3 separate regions of the Mus musculus genome follow, and regions 1 and 3 are each linked to region 2. A link is a contact called in public ChIA-PET and HiChIP or PLAC-seq data. All regions are on one chromosome and are shown on one strand. The core of a region is the stretch at or near the end of the contact, and the rest is flanking DNA. Distances in the headings are between cores, read along the strand shown. Region 1 holds the start of Calcoco2 (calcium binding and coiled-coil domain 2). Region 2 overlaps Gm29933 (a long non-coding RNA gene). Region 3 holds the start of Atp5g1 (ATP synthase, H+ transporting, mitochondrial F0 complex, subunit C1 (subunit 9)).

Region 1 (4,607 bases), core at 1,646-4,145, 310 kb after region 2:
ACGCCTTTAATCCCAGCATTTGGGAGACAGAGGCAGGAGCATTCGGGGTCACCCTCAGCCACAGCAATTCTACTGAGGCCTAGATTTCTGAGGCTATTTCAAGAAACAAGATACCACAACCAAAGCCGTTTAACCTGGGAATGGTGTAGAGATTCTGTAAACTGTCTGAAATGAGCCGGGCAGTGGTGGGGCTCGCCTTTAATCCCAGCACTTGGGAGGCAGAGGCAGGTGGATTTCTGAGTTCAAGGCTAGCCTGGTCTACAGAGTGAGTTCCAGGACAGCCAGGACTGCACAGATAAACCCTGTCTCGAAAAACAAAACAAAATAAAACAAAAACAAAAACGAAACAAAAAAACAAAACAAAGCCCAAAAAACAAAAAACTGTCTGAAATGGTTGTTACCAGTTTGTTTCCTCTTCCTTCCTTCCAGCAGTTTCCAAAAGGATTAGGGCCCTCAGGGGAGCTGCTGATAATGTATTTTAAAATGAATTTCAGAATACAATGCATGGTAGTACATGCCTTTAATTCCAGTACTTGGGAGTTCAAGGCCAGGCTTGTTAACAATGAGTTCCAGGGCTGCACAGAGAAATGCTGTCTTTAGAAAAAAAAAAAAAAAAAAAAGCCGGACAGTGGTGGTGCACGCCTTTGATCCCAGCTCTTGGGAGGCAGAGGCAGGCAGATTTGAGTTCGAGGCCAGTCTGGTCCACAGAGTGAGTTCCAGGACAGCCAAGGCTACAGAGAAACCCTGTCTTGAAAAAAAAAAAAAGTCCCAGGAACTGGCTTTTAGCACCTAAGAAAACCAGACATTATCACCTAATGAGGTTTAAAGTTGTATGTGCTAGGCCCAAAACTGTTCCATGAAACAGTCTTTTTTTGTATGTCTTTTTTTAATTAGATATTTTTCTTTATCTACATTTCAAATGTTATCCCTATTCCTAGTTTCCCCTCCAAAAAACCCCTATCCCCTCCCCCTCCCCACCCACTCCCATTCCTGGTTCAGGCATTCTCCTATACTTGGGCATAGAGCCTTCACACGACCAGGGGCCTCTCCTCCCATTGATGAGAGGCTAGGCCACCCTCTGCTATATATATAGCTAGAGCCACAAGTTCCACCATGTGTTTTCTTTGATTGGTGGTATACTTCCAAGGAGCTCGAGGGTACTAGTTACTTCATATTGGTGTTCCTCCTATGGGGCTTCAGTCCCCTTCAGCTCCCTGGGTATTTCTCTGGCTCCTTCACTGGGGACCTTGTGCTCTGTCCAATGGATGACTGTGAGCATCCACTTCTGTATTTGCCTGGCATTGGCAAAGCCTTGCAGGAGAGAGCTGTATCAGGCTCCTGTCAGCAGGCTCTTGTTGGCATCTGCCTAGTTGTCTGGGTTTGGTGGTCTTATTGTGAAGCAAGGCAGCAACAGCCAGGTCTACTTCTCACTCAGGGTAAATGGGCAAACTACAGTTCTAAGTTTTTGGAGAAAAAAAAAAAAGTAAGTTCCAAACACTCAGAGCTCCTGACAGTACCCAGTAAAGCACTTGGTCTAGGCATCCCTAATCTTGCATGATAAGTAAGCTACAAAGACCTGATAGTTACAGGGCTGGAGAGTTGGCTCAATGGTTAAGAGGTCTTCCAGAGGATCTAGGTTTAATTTCCAGCAACTGCAAGGCAGCTTACAACTATCTATCCAGTTTGAGGACATGACACCCTCACAGACATACATGCATACAAGCAAAACGCCAATGCACATAATATAACAATTTCAAAAAGAAAAGACCTAGTGTATAAAATGTGTAGCCCTGGATGTCCTGGAACTCCCTGAGGTAGACAAACTGACCTTTGTCTACAATTTACAGAGATCCACCTGCCTCTGCCTCTGCCTCTCAAGTGCTACCAAGTGCTGAGATTAAAGGCATGAACTAACAACCGCCTGGTAAATGAAGTCCTTTGTTATATGAGTTTTTTCTTTTGCAAAAAATAAGAAAAAGGGCTCAGAGGTTGAGCACTGTCTGCTCTTCCAGAGGTCATGAGTTCAATTCCCAGCAACCACAGGGTGGCTCACAACCATCTGTACTGAGGACTAGTGCCCTCTCCTGGCTTGCAGGCATAAATGCAAGCAGAATACCGTGCACTTAATAAATAAATACATCTTGGGGCTGGATAGATGGCTCAATGGTTAAGAGCACTAACTGTTCTTTCAAAGGTCCTGAGTTCAAATCCCAGCAACCACATGGTGGCTCACAACCATCTCTAATAAGATCTGATGCCCTCTTCTGGTGCACCTGAAGACAGCTACAGTGTACTTAGATATAATAAATCTTAAAAACAACAACAACAACAACAAACAACAACAAAAACAGACGGGTCCTCCCCAAAGTTTAAAAAAAAATAAGAAAAAGTCTGTTAAGTTATAATATAACATCTCAAAATTATTCTTCTAAGCTCCATCCATGGTCACCTGAGGCACTGACAACTTTTCCACTTGGGCTGCCTAGAGCAACCTACAGTTACAGGACACAAGTGGCCAGAGCCCTGGAAGGCCATGGTGGGTGACACAGCAAGGCTAGGTTTGGAACCTCAGCACACTGGGGTGATGGGTCTGGGTACCACCGCGAACCCATACATAGGGCCACTGCTGCAGGACCCTGACTCCTGTCAGAGACGAACCCAACAGGTCTGGTCTCTGGAAAAACCAGCCAGAATTTCTCAGGACTCGAAAGGGGTCCCACGCCCTCCCAAACCCACTGTGGGTAATCGGAGCACTCCAAGACGGCCTAGGGTGATGCCGAAGCCCCCACACCCTGCCCTGCCTGTAGACCCTGTCTCAAGGTCTGAATTCCGGGATCCAAGGGCTCAATTGCACCCCTTAAGGTACTCACCAGGAACAGCAGCCAGCAGCACTAGCGCTGGGAAAGGCGGGTGGGCGAGTTTAAGGACTGAAGGGATGGGCAGGCCCGGCCCACTGAGTCACAAACCCCGCCCTTGCCGCGGGACAGCTGGGACATTTAGTGCCTTTTTTGAAGAGCTGGATTTGCCTTTTTTATCACCCCGATGGCAAACTGGTTTTTTGTTGTTGTTCTTGTTTGTGTTTATATTTTAATTTGCTCAAAGCTCATATCCTTGAAAGGGCATTGAGAGTTCATCTAGGGCTGAGCGGAGGTGGCACATGCTTTTAATCCTACCACTCTGGAGGCAGAGGCAGAGGCAGGCGGATTTCTGAGTTCGAGGACAGCCTGGTCTACAGCGTGAGTTCCAGGACAGCCAGGGCTACACAGAGAAACCCTGTCTCAAAAAACCAAAAAGAAAAAAAAAAAAAAAAAAAACCCAAAAAAACCAAAAACCAAAACACTTTGGTCACTAATAGTCCTATAGCTGCAGATCAGACTCTGGCATTTTAGTCTGATACACACACACACACTTGGTAGTAGATACCTCTAATTCCAGTTTTTAAGCACAGGAACACAAGGTCAGCAGTTCAGGGTTAGATTTGGTCGCCAACCAAGTTTGAAGTCAGCCTGGACTATCTGAGACCTTGTCTATTAAAAAAATAATGCTCACTCCTGTCCTGAAAGAAAATCTGTTAAACTCCTTTTTGGGTCTTCTGTGACTTGACTCAGAAAGTCTTTTTTTTTTTTTTTTAATCCCCATTTTATATGTATGAGGGGCCAGCTTTGAATTTATGGAGAGAAAGTTGCCCTTGTGCTCTAGAGCTTTCTGGTATCCTCAGGTCCTGAAGGAAAAGGCATGTGACTTCTTCATTAAAAGTCTCTTTACTGTAGACACAGAATGAGCAGAGTCTCCCTCCCCTTCAATCTTTCTTTTTCTTTTCATGTTTTTGTTTTGTTTTGTTTTAAGACAGGGTTTCTCTGTGTAGCCCTGGCTGTCCTGGAACTCACTCTGTAGACCAAGCTGGTCTCGAACTCAGAAATCTGCCTGCCTCTGCCTCCCAAGTGCTGGGATTAAAGGCCTGTGCCACCACTGCCTGAATTGTGTGATTCTTATCACAAGCATGACTTTGAACTCAAGGCAGTCCTCCTGCCTCAGGCTTTCAGGTGCAAGGATTACAGATGTGAAACACCACCATGGCTGCTACCTTTATTTTTTTTTGTAATTACCCATAGGAGCTGGGCAATGGTGGCGCATGCCATGTACAGAGAAACCCTGTCTCAAAACAAAGCAAAACAAACAAAAATTACCCAGAGGATACCAAATGCACGTTGCCTATGGAAGATTAAGTTCCGAAAAGTCCCTTCCCTTCTCAAAGGCGTTCCGAGCGTTTGAATCTGGAAGAAATGCTCTGTATCACATAACCAGAACATTCATGCTTCTGAAGTACTTTTAGATTTAAGACAGGGAAAGAAACATTCTAATTCTGCCTTCTAGGAACATCTTGGGTACCCTCCTGCAGACTCTCTGAGTGCCTCTTCCAATGTCTGAGAATATCAGATTGGTAAAATGGTTCCATCAGAGAATCACTTGTTGCACAATCCCAGGGACCCAAATTCTATCCCAAAGTCCAAGGAAAGGCAGAGAAAGAAAACCAACAGGGCAAAGCAGCCTGCTGATCTGCATGGGCACAGCGCTACCAACCCTTCACCTATTATCATGAACTCACA
Region 2 (4,891 bases), core at 1,678-4,177:
GTACACTGTAGCTGTCAGATGGTTGTGAGCTTTCATGTAGTTGTTGGGAATTGAATTTTAGGACCTCTGCTCACTCCAATCAGTCTGCTCCCTCAATCCCTGCTCACTCAGGCCCAAAGATTTATTTATTATTCTACATAAGTACACTGTAGCTGTCTTCAGATGTGCCAGAAGAGGGCGTCAGATCTCATTATGGGTGTTTGTGAGCCACCATGTGGTTGCAGGGATTTTGAACTCAGGACCTTTGAAAGAGCATCCAGTGCTCTTAACCACTGAGCCATCTCACCAGCCCACAATAAGTGTTCTTTACTGTTCATCAACCTTCCTAGCCCTAAATTTACAATGCTATTGTTGGCAAAATATTGAGGTACGTGAGACAGATCTCTGACAGTATATAGGATAAATGCTCGGAAAGCAAACCTCTCCCCTCAGCTTTGGGGTCGCCACTCCCACTAGGTAATAATTCTTACTGCTTTCTTAAACATCCCTGCAAAACCAAAAATACTCTCTTTTAGAGATTCTGGTTTTTAAGCTTTAAAAATTACATTTAGGGCTGGTGAGATGGCTCAGTGGGTAAGAGCACCCGACTGCTCTTCCGAAGGTCCGGAGTTCAAATCCCAGCAACCACATGGTGGCTCACAACCATCCGTAACAAGATCTGACTCCCTCTTCTGGTGTGTCTGAAGACAGCTACAGTGTACTTACATATAATAAATAAATAAATCTTTTTTAAAAATTACATTTATTTCGTGTGTGTGTGTGTGTGTGTGTGTGTGTGTGTGTGTGTACACATATGCCACAGCATACGTGTGTGGATCAGATGACAGTTTCTGGAGTCTGGCCTCTCCTATCCTGTGGGTCCTACGGATCTCAGGCTTGGAAGCAGGCACATTTATCTCCTGGGCCACCTCACTGGCCCTCTTTTAGAGCAATATATATCAAGATTTGGTTCACAGAGCACCAACGTCAGAACCATCTGCACCGCAATCGGGGAGAGACTACTCTGAAGGATTTGCCAGCTGTGTTTTTCTGCAGTAGGGGAGAGAGGGGGAGATTTCTGGAGGTTCCCATTTCTACATAAGAAGACTGAAACCAAGCCTGCGCAAACTCCTGTTTGTTCTAGAACCCAAGTTACAGGCACTCTGAACCTGACCAGTGTGGTTGTTTGAATAAAAATGGCTACCATAGACTCCCAGGGGCTGGTGTTATCGGAGGTGGGGCCTTGTTGTGTCACAAGGAGTGGGCCTTGATGTTTCAGAAGCTCAAGCCAGGCCCATTGTTCCTCTCCTCCCACTGCTTTCTAATATGGATGTAGACCTCTGAGCTACCTCTCCAGCACCATGTCTTCCTTCATGCCACTATGCTTCCCAACACAGTGATAATGGACTAAACCTCTCAACTGTAAACCAGCCCCAAGTAAATGTCTTCCTTTGTAAGTATTGCCATGGCGTCTCTTCATAGCAATTAAAACCCTAAGACAACCAGTGTTGTACAGACCCCATGTGTGTGCCTGTGTGTGGGTCCTTATTAACAAACCCCTCTTCCAAATGGAGTTGACCTGGTAACACACTTGTGAAATAAAGCATGCAGAGTCCCCTCTGTTGCAGTGACCAGGGTGGACAAGGATCCTTACAGCAACTCCCTTCCCCTACTCTTTGTCAAGAAGAAGTTTAAAAGTAGTTCCTCCTGTTACAGGATGTTTGAACCTGTTTCTAGTTAGGGTGTGGCTCAGACTTTAGCATACACCATTAATCCCTCTGGCTGTAAAATACAGACATGCCCTTAGTAGATACCTATAATCCCAAATAATGAAGGTAAAGTTAGTTTGTAAAGGGAAGCAACCATGTTTGAAAGTGATGTCTAATTGAGTGGCAGACAAAGAGATGAATCAGAGAAAGATTTGACATGTCCAACTCTCACAAGGAAAGGGAAGCTACTTAAGAGAGAGACAGCACAGGAGAAGAGAGTATAGCCCAGGAATACAGTAGCGCTTGTGGAGACAGCACAGTGGAGTTGAGAGGGAGAGTAGAGCAGCAGAGAGGGAGGCAGAGACAGATTTACCAGGAGAGTTTTACAGAGACAGATTGAAGAGAGAACAAGTTAGACACAGGTGAAGACAGACAAGCAAGAGAATGGGAAGGAGCCAGTAGATTAGAAAAAAAAAAGATTGCTAGAGTTAGTTCGAAGCCAAGCAGAGCAATTCAGAGGCAAAGAGAAGTGCCAGATTGAGTCAGCTTGGAGAGGAGTTTGAGCCAGAAGAGCTGAGTTGAACCAGCCAGCTAGAATCAAGAAAGAACAAGAAGGGCGAGCTTACTCAACAGCAATTCTCAGAGGCCGAGAGCATTTTTTTTTTTGCCTAGGTAAACTTGTACAGAGCTCGAAGCTTCCAGGCCTAGGCCTAGGTTAGCAGACGAGGCAGTCAGCTCAGAGGTGACAAATGATCCAGGAGAATAAGGGCTCCATATGCAGCCTCCCTTCCTGTTTTCAGTTTAGCTGGAGAGAGAAGAGCTACAAAGAAGGGACCAATGGCCTTTGGCAGGTATGAGAACATGGTCAAAGAGAGACAGAAGTTCTCTCCATATGCTCCGACAGGAGAGAAGAGAAGCTGGGCAAAATGAGGAGCAGAGAAGATATGCCTCAGCCCCTTTGGGCCACAGATTGGAGTCTGAGCCCTAGCCCCCAGCTCAACACGTGCAACTGGTTTGAGAGGCAAGAGCCAGAGTTCACAATGATCTCACACCCAAACTTTCTGTCCATCATCCATCAACTCTGCTTTCCTCTAAGTGACAACTCCATCCATCCAGTGTCCCCATGGCTCCCTGCAATCCAGGCTGGGTTCCCATGGCTCTCGAACACCCCTGGGGTTCCTGCCTGAGTCCTTGCACTTCCCTTTGCAGAAAGCCACTTCCCTTCACGTCTGCAAGGTTGCACCCACTTCCCGCCCTGTGCTCAGCATCCTGTCAGGGTAGGTTCCTCTACTTCCGGATAGGTAAAGGTCACCTGTGCCTTTGGTTGCTTCATGTTTCCCACAGTATCTGTGATCGTATGGTATCTGCACACTCCCCAAGCACTTCCCTTTGGAAAGGAGCTCCCTGGTGTCCAGGATAGAACCAGATACAGGTGGTTCACCCTGGGCATCAGCTCATGAATAACATGAGTGACTCCCCTTAACAGCCCTCAGAGACTCCTCCAGAGCACTCACAGGGTCCAGGAGCTTGGTCTCATGGACCTTGGCATTCCTGCTGTCTGTTACTGGGCTGCAGGCAGTTAGAAAGGCACAAGGGTAAATCTCACAGGACAGTGTCAGGTGCCAGGTTGAAACAGTGCCTCATCTCACCATGGGGCTGATAGGGAACCTAGTGGGAGGGGGAAGGAAGGCCTCCTGCAGAAAGGGAGTGTCACAGGGCTCCAGAGGAGCAGGTAGAGAGAGGGTGTGGTCTCTGCCCTCAGCTGCCAACTCACAGCAGATACCAAGCTGGGGGATTAGAGGACAGCAACAGCTGTCAGAACCCAATGTCCGCAAAGCTTCAGACCTGCTGTCCCCTCCCTCCCATTTCCGGGCTCTGTGCCCTTAACCTGCCCTTGGTTCCCCAGATGAGTCATCAAGTTCCAGCCCCTAGGGTTCCTTGCAGCACATCCCTAGGGGAAGTTGAGAGGCTCATGCACGCCATTAAGAAATAGGCACAGGAGGGCAGGAGGCTCTAAAGCCATCCGCAGCCTGGGTGAGGGTTACCCAGGGCCCAGTCCTTGCCTGTTGAAGCCTCCAGTCTAGGAGACAACCAAAGCTCAGCTGAAACCCAGCAGCTCAGCTAACAGGCAGTTTGAAAGCAAAGACAAAACAAAACAACAGCAAACAAACAAACAAAAACCTCCACAAAACAAACAACAAAACAAACCAACCCTCAAAAAGAATGAAAACAGGTGTGTACTCTGCTTGAAACTACCTCTTTGATGAAAACCAAATATCTCCAAAAAATAACAAGGGAAGAGGGAGGCAAGATGGTGTAGCGGGTGAAGGTGCTTGCTGCCAAACCTTGACAAAGTGAGTTCAATTCCCTGGGACCCACACAGTAGAAGAAGTGAACCAGCTCCCTCTAGAAACGGTGCACCATGGCCTATGTGCGTACACATAGACACATACACACACACTAAACATAAGTGAAATAATAAAAATGTTAAGAAGGATACACAAAGGCATTAATTCTCACTTTAAAGATGCTGTGTGGGAAACTAGGTGAGCTGCACTGGCATCATTGCCCCTTTGAATATTCAACTTCCACGGGTAGGAAGATGGCTCCACAGTTAAGATCACTGACTCCTCTTCCAGAGGACCTGGGTTTGATTCCCAGCACCCATATTGTAGCTCACAACATCTGCAACTCTAGTTTGAGGGGATCTGATGTCCTCTTCTGGTCTCCATAGGCACCAGACACACATGTGGTGTACATGCAGACAATACACCTGCCTTAGTTAGGGTTTTACTCCCTGAACAGACACCATGACCAAGGCAAGTCTTAGAAAAAACATTTCATTTGGGGCTGGCTTACAGGTTCAGAGGTTCAGTCCAGGATCATCAAGGTGGGAGCACGGCAGAGTCCAGGCAGGCATGGTGCAGGCAGAGCTGAGAGTTCTACATGTTCATCTAAAGGCTGTTAGTGGAAGACTCACTTTCAGGCAGCTAGGGTGAGGGTCTTAAGACCATACCTACAGTGACACACCTACTCCAACAGGGCCACACCTCCTAATAGTTCCACTCCCTGGACCAAGCATATACAAACCATCACAACACCCATACTCAGTAAACAGTAAGTCCAAAATATTTTTCTTCCTTATAAGTTGCATTGCGGATAGACCACCTTCAAAGACTCCAGTACCTTGGCTAAGGGTATAG
Region 3 (4,817 bases), core at 515-3,014, 270 kb after region 2:
AGACTTGGAATTGCAAGGGTGTCGTAGATCCTTTAATTCTCCTAAAAGCACCTCAGCTGACTGGAGGGATATCCTGAGGGGCCTGACTTCCTTACCTGCTTAGATGGGGCCTCTGGTCTGCTCAGGAGGGAGGCAGACACAGGCCTGATTAGACCCCTGGTACAGGAGCGAATCTGTAAAGTCAGAAAGATATATTGCTCCAAATCAGACAAAAACAAACCAAAACCCCAAACCCAACCTAAGTGACAGGAGTTTGTCACAATCAGTCCAATCAATTTCAAGGTCAATTAACTTATTTTCTCAGGTCCGTCTACATCGGAGACAGCTATGCTGATAGTCTGTGGGAGCCCAGGGTGGCAGCAATCACCATTTGATATAATGCACTAGGCTGGGGAGCACTCACAAGACCCGGGGGTCAATCCTCAGAACCAAACCCAAACCAAACCGGATACCAAAGTCCATTTCCAAGGGCACAGACCTAATCAGTTTCCCAGAATAGAGTAAGACCCAAACATCCAGTCAGTTGTTGAGGTAACAAAAGGCAATCAAGGGGAGAGATTTACTAAGATGCATTCACAGCAACATATATCCTTCAGGCAGCGGGCCAGGAAGCCTGGTTTGACTCCCAGAACAGCCATCTTAGGAAAGCTCCCAGTGACACGGATTGCTTGACACATTATTCAGTACAATGACTCTCAGGCTTGGCAGAACATTGGCATCACCTGGGGCATTCTACCAAAATTGCTTAGGGGTTCCACCTTCATTCTCAGTCTGATGCAATTGGTCTGAGGAGCAGTCTGGGCAGTAGAAGCATTAGGCTTTCCAGATGAACTGAACACGCAGCCGAGGTTGAGAAAAACTGTTTTCCGGCTGTCTGGCTACAGCCAACCCAGGACTGTAATAAAAGGTCAGCTCTAGCTTATCTGAGGACGCTCAGAAAGCCACGACGGCTTGGTTTACAGGCCTGAATAAACATAGGTTACCTGCAACAGCTCCTATACCCTCCGCCAATAGCCATCATCATCATCACGGAACGCCAGCCCCTCTTAGTCCATTCATTAAACATGATTGCTCCCATACCATACCCGGCACTATAGGGAAACCCGGAGCTTCCGCTTACCAGAGCTGGAGAAATGAGCAGTGCCTTGGTGGTCTGCATTTTTCAATCTGCAAGAAGGGGGAGAAAAGAAAAAAAAAAAAAACCGTAATTCCTATGAAAGCCCGGGTGTCTGCTTATACTGGCAACCTCCTGTTGTCCCCATCCACCTCCAATCGTTCCCCCCAACCCTCTTCCTATACCCCAGCTAAGGAGGGCATTAGAGGTCAGAAGGACAGAGCAGATTCCGGGGTCAACCACTCTCTGCGCAGCGGGTCTGCAGAAGGACAGCAACCGAGATCGGAAATAAAAGGAGGTGGCTCAGGCCCCAAGAGGGAAATGTTGCGAAAAGGAATGGTCTCCCGGGAAGACCGGAGGCAGAAACTGGCAGACGTCGTGCAGGATCCTGCCCAAGTTACACTGCTGTCCCCTACTCTCCCCAGCGGCCGTTTATCGCTCATTACCGTTGGTAATTAACATTAATTGATAAGGCTTAAAGACTCTAGTCCTCCTTCCCTATCCCTGGAGGCAAATGGTGCTCCACGTGGCACAACCCACGGCCTTGCGGACCCCTGTCTCCCAGCCCCAAGTCACCTGCACTCCCACTCCCCTGCAGCCCCTGCTCGGCCCACAGCACACTCCCTGCTCAAGGTGACTGACTCACCTCCCAGCTTTAGCCCTTGGTCTGAGCGCTCAGCTCCCCCACCCACGTGTTCGGAGTCCCTTCACTCCCATTGGTCGTTATCTCTCCACGTTCCAATTGGCTGGCGTCATCAACTCCATCCTTCTTATTGGTCTTCTTCAGCTTCTTCCTCTCTCTCCACAGGAGCTTCGTGGCAATTCCCGCCTCCTTGCGGATAAAGGCGGGTTCTTTTTCCGAGTTCGGGGTTACGATTGGTCGAATCCCGAAATGCTTGACCATAGAGTCGACGAGACTCAGAGGTTCTACAACCTTCAACACAAAATGGCGACCAAGGTGCAAGCGGAAGAAAAAAGCGTGGGAGTGACAACCGGCCGCTTGACGCAAGCTGACACGTGATAAGGGCTCCAGGCCTTCATTCGGCCGCTTGGACCTTGGGGCGCATTGCATGTTGGGCCTTGTAGTCCTGTCCAAGGACTCAAGGACCACCGACATCCCGCGAGATGTTGCTTCCTGGCAAGGAGAGCCGACGCCTTTACAGTACCTTCCACCATCGTGATTTGTAAAAACCCCCATTTTCGTCCAAGTATTAAGGCAGGCTGGAAAACTTCTAAGTAGTGAGCGTGCTCTTGTGGGTCTGTCAGTAGTCAGTCAACATGGACTCACAAGTTGAATGGTGGAAAAAAAAAACTCAACAAAATACAATTAAAACCAGGCTTGCTATTTCGTACCCGAAATTTTAGCACTTGGCAGGTGCTTAGGAGACAGGAAAGTCAGGAGTTCAAGGCCAGACTAAGCTTCTTGAGTTTAGGTAAAAAAAACAAGGTAGGGCTAGACAATTGTATTGGGAGTGGGGAGAACTCTAAAACGAAAATAATAATTGGTAGGATGAAGCGTGCAAAGAATTCAGGTGGTGCATGCTTGTAATTTCAGACATCGGAAGGCTAAGGCAGGAAGACGGAGCACTTGCTCCAGGCCAGTCTGGAGTAAGTAGCAAAACCTGGCTTAAAACGACAAAACAATGCCGGCCAGTGGTGGCGCACACCTTTAATCCCAGCACTTGGGAGGCAGATGCAGGCAGATTTCTGAGTTCGAGACCAGCCTGGTCTACAAAGTGAGTTCCAGGACAGCCAGGGCTATATAGAGGAAACCCTGTCTCAAAAAACCAGCAACAACAAAGAAACAAACAAAACCACATGTGTATGCACACAAGCACAAAGGGTAGGGACAGAAAAACAGGACTGCAGTAACCATTCACTAGTGAATTAGAAAACCTTCCTGGAAAGCAGTTTGGCAATACTTTTTATTTGAAATGCTATGAATGAGCCATCCTCTTTGACCCAGTAATTCTTGAGTAACTGAGGACCTTTAAATGCTCCACCCTCCTTGAGTCAGTATTAACACTTCTAGGAACCTGCACTAAATAAATAATGTCCTGCAAAGGTTCTGATAAAAACAGAATGAATGCCGGGCAGTGGTGGCACACGCCTGTAGTCCCAGCACTTGGGAGGCAGAGGTAGGTGGATTTCTGAGTTCAAGGCCAGGCTGGTCTACAAAGTGAATTCCAGGACAGCCAGGGGCTACACAGAGAAACCCTGTCTCAAAAAACAAAACACAAACAAACAAAAAGAATGAACATTAAAGACCTGTGTCGTTGCTTCTGCTTTTTTGAGACAGGGTCCCTCTTTGAAGCCCTGACTGTCCTGGAACTCAAAGAGATCTCCCAGTCTCCCAATTGTTAGGGTTAAAGGTGTTTGCCACCATGCTCTGTGCAGAGCTTACTAAATGAGAAAACTAAATGTCACTCTGATAGTAAATGCTTAAATAAACAATATATATTTATATATAAACATAAATATTTATATGTAAACATAAATTTAGGGCTGGTGAGATGGCTCAGCGGTTAAGAGCGCCGACTGCTCTTTCAAAGGTCCTGAGTTCAAATCCCAGCAAGCACATGGTGGCTCACAACCATCCATAACAAAAATTTGATGCCCTCTTCTGGAGTGTCTGAAGACAGCTACAGTGTACACACATATAATAAACAAACAAACAAACAAATAAATAAATAAATCTTTTTTAAAAAACCATAAATTTAAAGGTATATAGGTTTTTTGCCTGAATGTATCCCACAAATGTGCCTGATGCCCTCAGAGGCCAAAAGAGGGCATTAACTTCCATGGTACTGGAGTAAGAGATATTTGTGCGTCACCTTGTAGGTGCTGAATCTCAAAGTCAAGTCCTATGGAAGAACAGGCAGTGCTCTTAACTGATGAGCCATCTCTTCAGCCCTAATTTATTTTATTTTAGTTTGGTACTGTATTTGAAAGTGCCAGCGTGGCAATCAGAGGCCAATTTTCAGTTCGCCCCTTCCACTGTAGGTTCCAGGGATTGCCGTCTAGCTTGTAAGGTGATTGCTCTGACCCATCTTATTGGCCCTAAATAAGACAGGCATTGTAGTCCATTTATAAAAATAAGCAGAAACAGGAACTGGAGAGATGGCTTGGCCAGCGGTTAAGAACACTTGCTGCTCTTCCAGAGGACAGAAGTGTGGTTTCCAGCAACCACGTCAGGCAGCTCGCAGCCCTTTGTAACACCATCTCCACCTCTAGAGCACCCAAGACTATGCCTTCTGCAGACACCCACACTCAGGCACACATGTCCACATGTAGATGCACAACCATACATACTTACTCTTACTGAAATCTTTAAAGATTTATTTATTTATTATATGTAAGTACACTGTAGCTGTCCTCAGATACTCCAGAAGCTGGCATCAGGTTTTGTTACGGATGGTTGTGATCCACCATGTGGTTGCTGGGATTTGAACTCGGGACCTTCAGAAGAGCAGTCGGTGCTCTTAACCACTGAGCCATCTTGCCAGCCCCTGAAATCTTTAAAAATAAGCAAGAATAAACATGAGATAAAATCACGAGGATTTTTTTTTCTTTTTCTTTCTTTCTCTTTTTCTTTTTTGAACGGGGTCTCACATAGCCTAGGGTGGCTTTCAATTCTATCCAGGTTCTGGTTGAAATCTTAATCCTCCTGTCTCCAACCTCCAAGTTCTGGAATTACAGGCAT

Evidence for each region. ChIA-PET counts read pairs in DNA pulled down with a chosen protein or histone mark. HiChIP or PLAC-seq counts read pairs in DNA pulled down with a chosen protein or histone mark.
Region 1: a contact with region 2 is called in an H3K27ac HiChIP or PLAC-seq map of embryonic stem cells, with 6 read pairs. The contact joins the promoter of Calcoco2 here to the enhancer-like site in region 2. A contact is called at or near these places in 6 of 115 datasets of contacts at active chromatin or transcription factors (embryonic basal ganglia, embryonic forebrain, embryonic hindbrain and 3 more) and 2 of 9 other capture datasets (adipose tissue and liver).
Region 3: an RNA polymerase II ChIA-PET map of memory CD8 T cells shows a contact between it and region 2, with 6 read pairs. The contact joins the promoter of Atp5g1 here to the enhancer-like site in region 2. A contact is called at or near these places in 2 of 39 promoter capture datasets (the SN4741 cell line and embryonic stem cells), 2 of 484 Hi-C or Micro-C datasets (bone marrow-derived dendritic cells and pro-B cells), 6 of 115 datasets of contacts at active chromatin or transcription factors (embryonic basal ganglia, embryonic forebrain, embryonic hindbrain and 3 more) and 1 of 9 other capture datasets (adipose tissue).

Annotation. Positions count from the first base shown.
Region 1 is chr11:96,109,067-96,113,673 of GRCm38.p6, forward strand. It overlaps Calcoco2 (calcium binding and coiled-coil domain 2), which reads right to left and starts at 2,896. Exons shown (of 6, transcript NM_001271018.1): 1 at 2,871-2,896.
Region 2 is chr11:95,802,259-95,807,149 of GRCm38.p6, forward strand. The region is part of intron 3 of Gm29933 (a long non-coding RNA gene); the gene reads right to left. Among named protein-coding and RNA genes, the nearest start is that of Gm29933, 3.9 kb to the right of the region's middle. Within about 2 kb of position 2,928, at least 91 of the 459 cell types and tissues checked have an H3K27ac peak or open chromatin away from gene starts, as enhancers often do. A contact at or near this core is called in embryonic stem cells and memory CD8 T cells, where this site is marked.
Region 3 is chr11:96,073,867-96,078,683 of GRCm38.p6, forward strand. Atp5g1 (ATP synthase, H+ transporting, mitochondrial F0 complex, subunit C1 (subunit 9)) reads right to left here and starts at 1,765. Exons shown (of 5, transcript NM_001161419.1): 1 at 1,691-1,765; 2 at 1,121-1,167; 3 at 96-173. The coding sequence starts at 1,159.